Linked DNA regions of Rattus norvegicus: region 1 is linked to region 2. The links are chromatin contacts, called in public Hi-C maps. All regions are on one chromosome and are shown on one strand. Each heading gives the region's core, a stretch centred on a gene start, on an enhancer-like site or on the middle of the called end of the contact. The rest is flanking DNA. Distances are from core to core; before and after follow the strand shown.

Region 1 (4,361 bases), core at 1,729-4,228, 400 kb before region 2:
CACAAGTAACAACCATAAATACCATTCCAGCCAAATCACACTGAAAATGAAAGTCTGGTAAGAGCTGTAGTGGAGAGCCACACTTAGCCCACCTATGAACATTACATACACAATGCTTAAAGTACTTATACTGTCGATGAAGACATATAGGACTTTGCATAAAGCATAGTAATACTTAAGAACTGTCTACTTGACAGAATACTTCAGTATAACATGCAAGACATTTTAACACGCAATATCTTTATCAAGTAACCTTTATATTTAGCATTAAGCTTAGAATTTAAACAAAAATATATCAACCTAATAAAAACTAAATGAAAATACAGTAACTTGTTTGCCCATATTTAAAAGAAAAATTACTAATTACATTTAGTTTAGGTTGGCTAAATTGACAACTCATCATGCATTACCACAAACCATACAGCACGCAATGGCATTTTTGCCCACAGATTTTTTAGGGTTATCTAGAAAGGCCTTACATCCCAGGCACAAGACTCATCCTACAGTATTAAAGTCTAAATCTCCTGGGACTCAATGGGCAACTAAATTACAGAGCCTCTGCATGTTATGACTACTGAAATCTTTATAAGACAGAAATAAAATTTAAAAGTTTTACCATTCTTCCCGCTGTGCCGTCGCTGCTTCAGTGTGTCGTGGGGAGGAGTTTGAATGGCTAGGGAATTAACAACCGGTACAGCAACCAATCAAAATTCTAGTTTTAGTTTTTGACATTGTTAGGGTTAAAAACTAATTCATTTATATTTCAGTTCAACAAAAAAACTACAAAGACAGCTAGCTACTTTCTAACTTCAAAACTCAGGGGTAAATAGAAAGCCTGCCCCAGTTACACAATTAACCATTTTGGTGCCTCTGTCCAAAGAACAGACTTCAGAAAGCAAAAACCAAAATGTTCAAAAACTTAATTTCTTCAAATATTTAACATGTATTCCCTTCTCAAATTAAGCCACATTATTGTTCAATATTAGTTCCATTTAATTAAATTCACTTCCCACCCCACCCCCAACTCCCCACCAAAGCCAGTACAACCATTAGCAGACTGCAGAGAGTCAGCCTGAACTGAGATTTTTTTTAAAATTATACTCCAAATACTTCTCCACCGTCCCAACATCCCAACAAATTTTATACTCTTAATCACTAGTGGAAATCACGGGTTAAAATGACACCTTTAAAAAAAAAAAAACTTCCCACCAAAACTTTCTCCTGGTTATAGTGAAAAAATTGCACACGCACAGCCCCATTATAAAAAGTATCGAAACCATAACTCGAGATCAGCAATCTGTAATGGGAACAAGAGAATCTAAGGACACGGATCGAACCCCCTTTCCTCATCTCCTGTGTGATACTCAGGTCCCAAAGGCTGCATTTTAACATATTAAAAGCAGCTTTTGGTGGCGATGTTACTTTAATTAGAGGAAGCAAGTTAGTATTAAAAAATCCTGAAAAAATTAATTCACTAAACACCACAGGATTTATTGCATTTTAAAGGGCGAGTTGGCTCCTTTGAACAATAAATAGTGAGAGGGTGAGACTGAGAAGAAACCAAAACAGGCTCCTGGGCACTGAAAAGGCGGGAGAGAGATATAAAAAATTTAGTTGCACAGAATAAATAAGGAAAAGACTACAATCTGTACAAACAGGCAACCCAGAATCTGAGGGCGCGAAAAGGGTGCATAGAGAGAATAACTTGGCAGAATGGGGGAAGGGCAACCGCAGGCAGAAGGTAGAAGAGCCCCAGTCAAGTACAGGCCCCATCGACCAGGAAGGACTTAAATGGAGCCCGCGGAGCCAGACCAACGCGCCAGCAGACCAGGGACATCGGCAGGCCCAGTCTGTCTATAGCACAAACGCAGGGCCTGTATGAGCGTGCCGTAGTGACAGCGTAAGGTGGACAGAACGAACGAGTCCTAAGACGGAACTATTTAAAACGCTAAAAACCACTGGCCAGAGGCCGACGCGGGAGAAAAGAGGTGGACAGCCTACACCTTTCCCAAAGCAAGAGCGTGTAAATAATCGCACCGTCTCGGGGTGGGGGTGAAGCACTCAACAAACCTTGGTAACCCTGGTAAAAAGCTTTTCTGTGCGTTTGCATTTTTAAGCCTAAGTGGTTAGAAATCCGGGAGACATGGGGGGGGGGGGAGCTCCGACAGGCGGGAAAAAATCCTGGCGGCTAAATCGGTGGGAGGAGACCCATGGCGAGGGAGGAAAGAGGGCGGGCCGCGGAGTAGCATGGTGACGGCTAAAGGTGGAAACGTGTGTGATGGGGGAGGGGGCGAGCAGGCAAGGAAGGAGGAAATGCAGGCCCGGGGAAGCCCGGGGTACAAGAAGGGTGGCCGAGCAGGCGACTGCACTAGGGCCTGCGGGCGGGCAGTCGCGGGAGCGAGGCCTAATGGCGGGGAGGGGGAGGGGGGCCTGGCGAGCGGCTGCCCGGGGCCGCCCCTTACTCACCCTTCATCCTCCTCATTCTTACTGGCGTCGATCTTCGCTCCCTCTGCCTCGGTGCTGCCTCCTTCGGTGCCTCCGGGCGCAGAGCCGCCGCCGCTCCCGCTTCCCGCCGCCGCCGCTGCCCCCTGCGCCGCCGCCACCATGGCTCCCTCCTGCTCGCCCGCCGAGCCGCCTACCGCCGCCGTTGCCGCCGCCGCCGCCCCGTCCCCTCCGAACTGCTCCTCCGACATAGTGCTACTGCCTCCGCCGCCGCCGAGACGACACCCGCCGCCGCCGCGAACCGAAACTAGCAGCAAAGTAATCCCCGCCGCCGCCGCGCGCCCGCTCTACCTCGCGAGGCACACAAGACAAGGCGCGCGCGTGGCTGCAAAGGCTCCTGCGCCTCTCCCCGGCCTGCCCCCCTCGCCTCCCACTCTCGCGCAGCGCGCACTCTCACTCTCCCCGGCTGCACTAAAAAAGAATAAGTAGCAGCGGCGGCCACTCTCGCCTCCTCCTCGCTTTAATGGCGCCGCCGCGGACCACCTAAAATGGCCGACGGAAGAACGGCGCGTCCCGGTCACGTGACTCCAGAGCGCGCCCTTTGCGCCTCCTCCGCCCCTTCCACCGCTAGTCCCCACCCCCCACGGGCCCGCCCTCCCGTTCCCTTTTATACTTGCTCTCACGCTCCTCGGTCGCGCGGCGCGGGCCTTTAAAGGGAACCGGAAGTGGCGTGCACAAGAGGGTCGCGCGGGTACCATCGAGAACAAGGAGCGCTGGTTCGAGGGCGCGGCTAGAGAGAACCCCCTTCCCTTGGCCCCGCCCTTCCGCGGATTCCTGGAGTCACTGGCGGCTCCTCGGCTGCGGCTGGCCCGAGCGGCGGACCTGGAGGGGTGTGGTTCGTCCAGCCCAGCGGCGGCTTCGCGGACCCTGCCCTCAGGAGCCCGGGCTGTGGGCCCAGTGGCCTGCGTGGGGCGTGTGCAGTGCTCCGGCGTCCCCGCCTGCGCCGGGTGACATTGAGGTTCCGCCGCGGCGCCGTCTTAAGGCCGCCTGATGGTCGAGGCTGCCTTTTCTCAGAGTTGCTTCCCAACTCTTTCCGCTTATGCCTCCGTTATTGAAGAGCCTAGAGCCGGCCACGGTTCTTTGAAGTTCTAGAGATTGGGAGGTGTGTTAAGGTCGACTCCAGGGTTCCTTTTTTCTTTCTTTTTTTTTTTTTATACGAGTTCCAGTCCTTGTATTAAATAGGATATATAAATGTCATGAATCATCTTTACGAGGTTTCTGGGCTTGTGGTGTTGAGGTGGCGACTTTATAAAAAGAAAAATCACCGTTAGGCGTGTGATTCAGATTTTAAAATTAATCGTTAGGAAACCTATTAAAATAACTTCTCAGGAGTCGGACGTTGCAGCTGCCTGAAAGACTTACAGATGAAAATGGAGTTTCTATATACTTTTTTTGTTGTCAACCACTTGACTGCTTAGTAAGTATCCAGTTTCCAAAAAGGATTTGGAAAAGTTTACAGAAGACAGCATAGAGCCGCGGGAGTTCAGCCCAGGTGATTAGATACACACTAATCCCAGAGAAAGGAGGACAGACTGTTGAGGCCAATCTGGCACTACTCCTTCACAAAATACATCATAAACGTTTAAATAAATGCTTCCCCGTGGTGTACTTTAATTTATAGTAATTGTACACAATCCGAAAACCCAAAAGATTAAAACAAAAGATCCCCACAGTTTGTTAAAATGAGAGAATATGTATCATATCGTGGAAATGTCTTCAACATTAAGCAAGTCACAGAAAGGCAACGCCAAGATGGTTGACAAGCAGAAGTGATTCCACATTTTTCTCTACTATTAGTACTCCAAATATTGTAACCAAATAAGAGGGCCTTGTACTCAAGTCAAATATTGCAGGTTGGC
Region 2 (4,361 bases), core at 1,589-4,088:
TGCATAATTCATTTAAGAGCCATTTTACCCAGAACACAATCATAATAGAAATGGAAATGAGGAGCTTGAGGATGGTGGCTCCCCCACACCCATCACCTCCGGTCAGTAGGTCCAGCAGAGCAGGTAGACTGAGGCCGGAGCAGACACCCTTAGCTTAAACCTCAGCTTAAGTCTCAGCCCCACACTCCCGTCACTGCATCTCTGTGGTCTTGCTCCTCCCCCACAGAGCTATCAACATCATATCTTGTGAGCATTAAATGAGGTCTCACCGTGTTTATTATACTGCCCAGCTCATAGTGAGTAAATACAAATAACGGCTCTTCTGAAATCACACTTTAAAGGGCCTGGGGAGAAGGCTCATCCATTAAGAATGCTTCTTGTTGGGGTTGGGGATTTAGCTCAGTGGTAGAGCGCTTGCCTAGCAAGCGCAAGGCCCTGGGTTCGGTCCCCAGCTCCAAAAAAAAAAAAAAAAAAAAGAATGCTTCTTGTTCTCAATTCACAATTTAAAAGGTCTATCCCAACCAGACTTCAAGAATACATCTGAGTGCGAGGCAAGGTGGCACACAGAGGTGGCACTCCTAGTACTGGAGACTAGAGGTAGATCAGTAGTTTTGGGCCAGTCTGGGCTAAACAGATAAGTCTCCCCCCCACCCCACCCCCCCAAAAAACAGCAAGAATTGGAGATGCAGCTCACAGTGTGTACCTAGAATATCCAAGGTCTATGTGCTGCTCCCCTCAATAAAAAAACAGAAACGAAACCTAAAGTCTGAGAAAACTATATTCCAGACAAGAACTCTTTTAAACTTTCTCTGCATATGATAATTACATTGAATTAAGTGGAAACTTTCTTCTTCCTAGTGATCTCCTTTAGCATTTTTAAATTATATGCACATGTGTTGTGCCTGTGTAGGCTTACGCACGCATGAATGTACGTGCAGGTCCCCTCAGAAGCCAGAGGAGTCAGGTCACCCTGGAGCTGGACTTGCAGGTGCTGTGAGCTGCTTGACATGGGTGCCAGCCAGAGCGGTGTGTATATACACTGATGAGCCACTTCTGCAGGCCTACACTCATTCTCTCATTGCAAGCTTTCTGTAGCAACGAGAGCCCACAGTACCATTCTGTCAGAAACAGCAGCCTTGCAAACAGCTGCCCCCCACCTCAGAAAGTGCCAAGTCAGAGGTAATAGGCTCAGCACCTTTGACTCTTAAACGAAGAGTGCAAATCCCTTCCTCGTACTATTTTTGGTAAAAATCCATTTGGGCAGAATAACGAGAAGCACGGGAGTACTGTTTCTCCAAGAGTTAGCATTATTAGCTGTTCCGGGTTCCTCTCATTCAACTAAAAGAAACAATCACCCCCGGTAGCTGAGCTACATGTTATCATACAAATCTACAAGATAAAATGTTAGGGGATGAAGTTAATCTACAGAAAAAGGAAACACTACGGGTGTGGTGGTCATGCCTAAGATCCCACAGCTTGGGAGGTTGGAGGAGGGTCAGAAGTCAAGGTCATCCTTAGCCAGTCAAGGAGTTTGAGACTACTCTGGGCCACAAGAGACCCTATCTCAGAGAACGAAGGAAGGGGGTTAGAAGAAAGGAAGAAACAAAAAGAAACTAATTTAGCTCTATCACTTGACAAGTCTTTAATGTGGGATTTTCCAACCTCATGAAATTACAAAGAAAATTCTACCCAGGTATGTGCATACAGTGTACACATGTTTTCTAGGAAGATAGCCCAATGCTTCCAAAGGGGAATAAAAATGCCAAAAGATTGACAGTCACTGATTTTTACAGTTCACAAGTGTCTACTTACATGTTTCAGAAAAAAAAAAAAAGTTTACAAAATTAACCAGTGAAATCCAAAACTCATCTCAAATCTCACGTTTCCACACTCCACAATGTGTTACATATTCACAATTAGATAGAAATTATCCAAAAGTTCATATTGCTTGCTAACCTTTTTTGGTTTGCTGTAACTAAGAGTTAAAGAAACAAGGACAGAACTACTTAAAAGGGCAGTACGTTTCAGCCAACTCCTGAATAATCAGGATATAAGGGATACTGTAACATGAGCGAGCTTCTTATTATATATAATACATAATATATAGTATATATTATATATAATATATGTTACAATTGTAGACAAAAAAAAAAAACCAAGTTTCAGCTTTGTATAGTTTAACAATTTGGAAGTACTATCAAAAAACTCTTGCAACTTCCAAGAAGACCTGCAGAATTAGTTCTACGAGCTCACAGAAAAAGTTTATATGCCCACAAGTCCAGGCAATTATTTTACAACTGCCTCACAATGTAATTTAAAACAACAGCGCAAAATCATACACTTTTGAAGTACAGACTGTGATTAGCGACTGCTGTCCCTAAATAATACAATCGTAGTTAAGTGATAGTAGTCTTCCTTTCAGATCTATGAACCTTTAAATTTGGCAACAGTTCAAACGCAATTTAAAAAAAAAAAATCTCAACCTAACTGAAGTCAAAGAAATAATCCCGAGGTCTGGTTCCCTTCCATGCCCTTGGGGATCGCAACACTTTGTGCAGAGGTCTGAAAGGCTCCTAACCTCACTCACTCCCGAGCAGGGCAGCCTGGAAACGTTGGTAGAGGATGACGGGCGCGATCACCCGGCTGCTGCGACTCCAGGCGTTGTCCCGGCGGGGCCGAAACGAGACAGGGGGGCGCGCCGACAGCGGAAGAAGGGCCTCGGGCCTCGGCAGCGGACACCGAACCTGGCGAGGGGCAGGAAACAAACGGCGGACACACCTGGCGGACCTCAGTGACCTGTCCTGCGTTAGCCGGCGAACGTCGGACTCTCCCAGGATCCGCCGCCGCCCCTCCTCCGCGGCCCAGGGCCACCTCCACGCTCCGCTCCAACGTGGCAGCCGCAGCCCCGCCTGCGGGCCGCAACTTCCGGGTGCGGCGACTCGCCACGCCCACCCGGCCGTCCGGCACTTCCGGGAGCAGCGGTCCGCTCCTCCCACCCCGCGGGACTTCCGGGAGCAGCGGCTCCGGAAGACTAATCGGGCCGGAGGTAAAGACTGCCGCGCTTTGTGAGGAGGCGCCTAACGTAAGGATGCGTCCTCTTGGCAGTGGATCAAGGGGAAGTCGCGCTGGGCGTCTCCGTCAGGAAAGAAGAGCGGTGACGGGGAGGACGCCACGTAGCACTCCTGTGAGGCTTCAGCAGCTGCTGGCGACGAAGCCGACACTGGACTGGGCGAGCGAAAACTGAGCTGCATGGACCGGTTCAGTTTGTGGCTCGGCTACCTTTTCCTTTTGAGCACTTACGTGATTTTGTCGCACACACCCAAAGGCTATTATGTATACTCTATAGAGTCATAGCTGCGTGAGTGAGGAATATCGAATGAAGTTGGTATCCTTAATATTTCAGTGACTATCCATGGTATTTAGACCTATTAGCACTCGCCTTGGGCTACTGGAATAAAGTAAGCATCCTAATTTGAAAATCCCAAACTGTTGCGCGCGTGCGTATGCGTGTAGGTAAATTGGAGCATTTGAGATTTTCGATTAGGGATATAAACCAGTAACCGGAAATGTAGAAACTGGTCTGCAGAGCAGAAGAATGAAAAATGGTTGCTGAGTTGGACATCATAGCTCATGCATATGATGCCACACTCAAGAAGTAGAGGCAGGAAGATCAGTTCAGGGCCACTCTTGCAAGAGAGTCCTTCTCAAAAGAGCAAAACAAAATATACCACCACCAAAGGCTGGAGAGATGGCTTAACAGTTAAGAGCACTTGCTGCTTTTGCAGAGGACTTGGGTTTCCCAGAACCCGCATGGCAGTGCACGACCATTTGTAGCTCCGGTTCTAAAGGACCCTACACCACCTTCTGACCTCCAGCAATATCTGCTTGCAATAGAGCAATTTCATAAATGCAGGCACTCAACACATAAAAAATGAATAAACCTGGGGGCTGGAGAGATGGCTCAGTGGTTAAGAGCACCGACTGCTCTTCCTGAGGTCCTGAGTTCAAATCCCAGCAACCACATGGTGGCTCACAACCATCTGTAATGAGATCTGATGCCCTCTTCTGGTGTGTCTGAAGGCAGCTACAGTGTACTCATACAATAAAATAAAAATCTTAAAAAATAAAAAAAAATGAATAAACCGTAAACAACAAAAAGAAATTAGGTGCTGAAATTCCCTATTCCCAACTTAAGCTAGCTCTAGTTTATTTCCGGAATTTTTACCAGATGAGGCTGGTTTGGGACCCTTTGGTCCCAGACACTTAAAAAGGACATTACTATCTCCCTTAGAGCTTCCAACCTTAATGAATGTGCTGCCTCGTTGTACTCTTTATTTAGGGTGGGATTACAAGTGAAAGTG

What was found. Hi-C and Micro-C count contacts between places; a contact is called where the count stands out from the background.
Region 1: a contact with region 2 is called in a Hi-C map of frontal cortex, with 1.9 times the contacts expected there. The contact joins the promoter of Hnrnpd here to the promoter of Sec31a in region 2. A contact is called at or near these places in 2 of 12 Hi-C or Micro-C datasets (frontal cortex and mammary epithelial cells).

What each region holds. Positions count from the first base shown.
Region 1 is chr14:9,918,374-9,922,734 of GRCr8, reverse strand. Hnrnpd (heterogeneous nuclear ribonucleoprotein D) reads right to left here and starts at 2,978. Exons shown (of 9, transcript NM_024404.2): 1 at 2,467-2,978; 2 at 617-673. The coding sequence starts at 2,693.
Region 2 is chr14:9,517,214-9,521,574 of GRCr8, reverse strand. It overlaps Sec31a (SEC31 homolog A, COPII coat complex component), which reads right to left and starts at 2,838. Exons shown (of 28, transcript NM_033021.2): 1 at 2,579-2,838.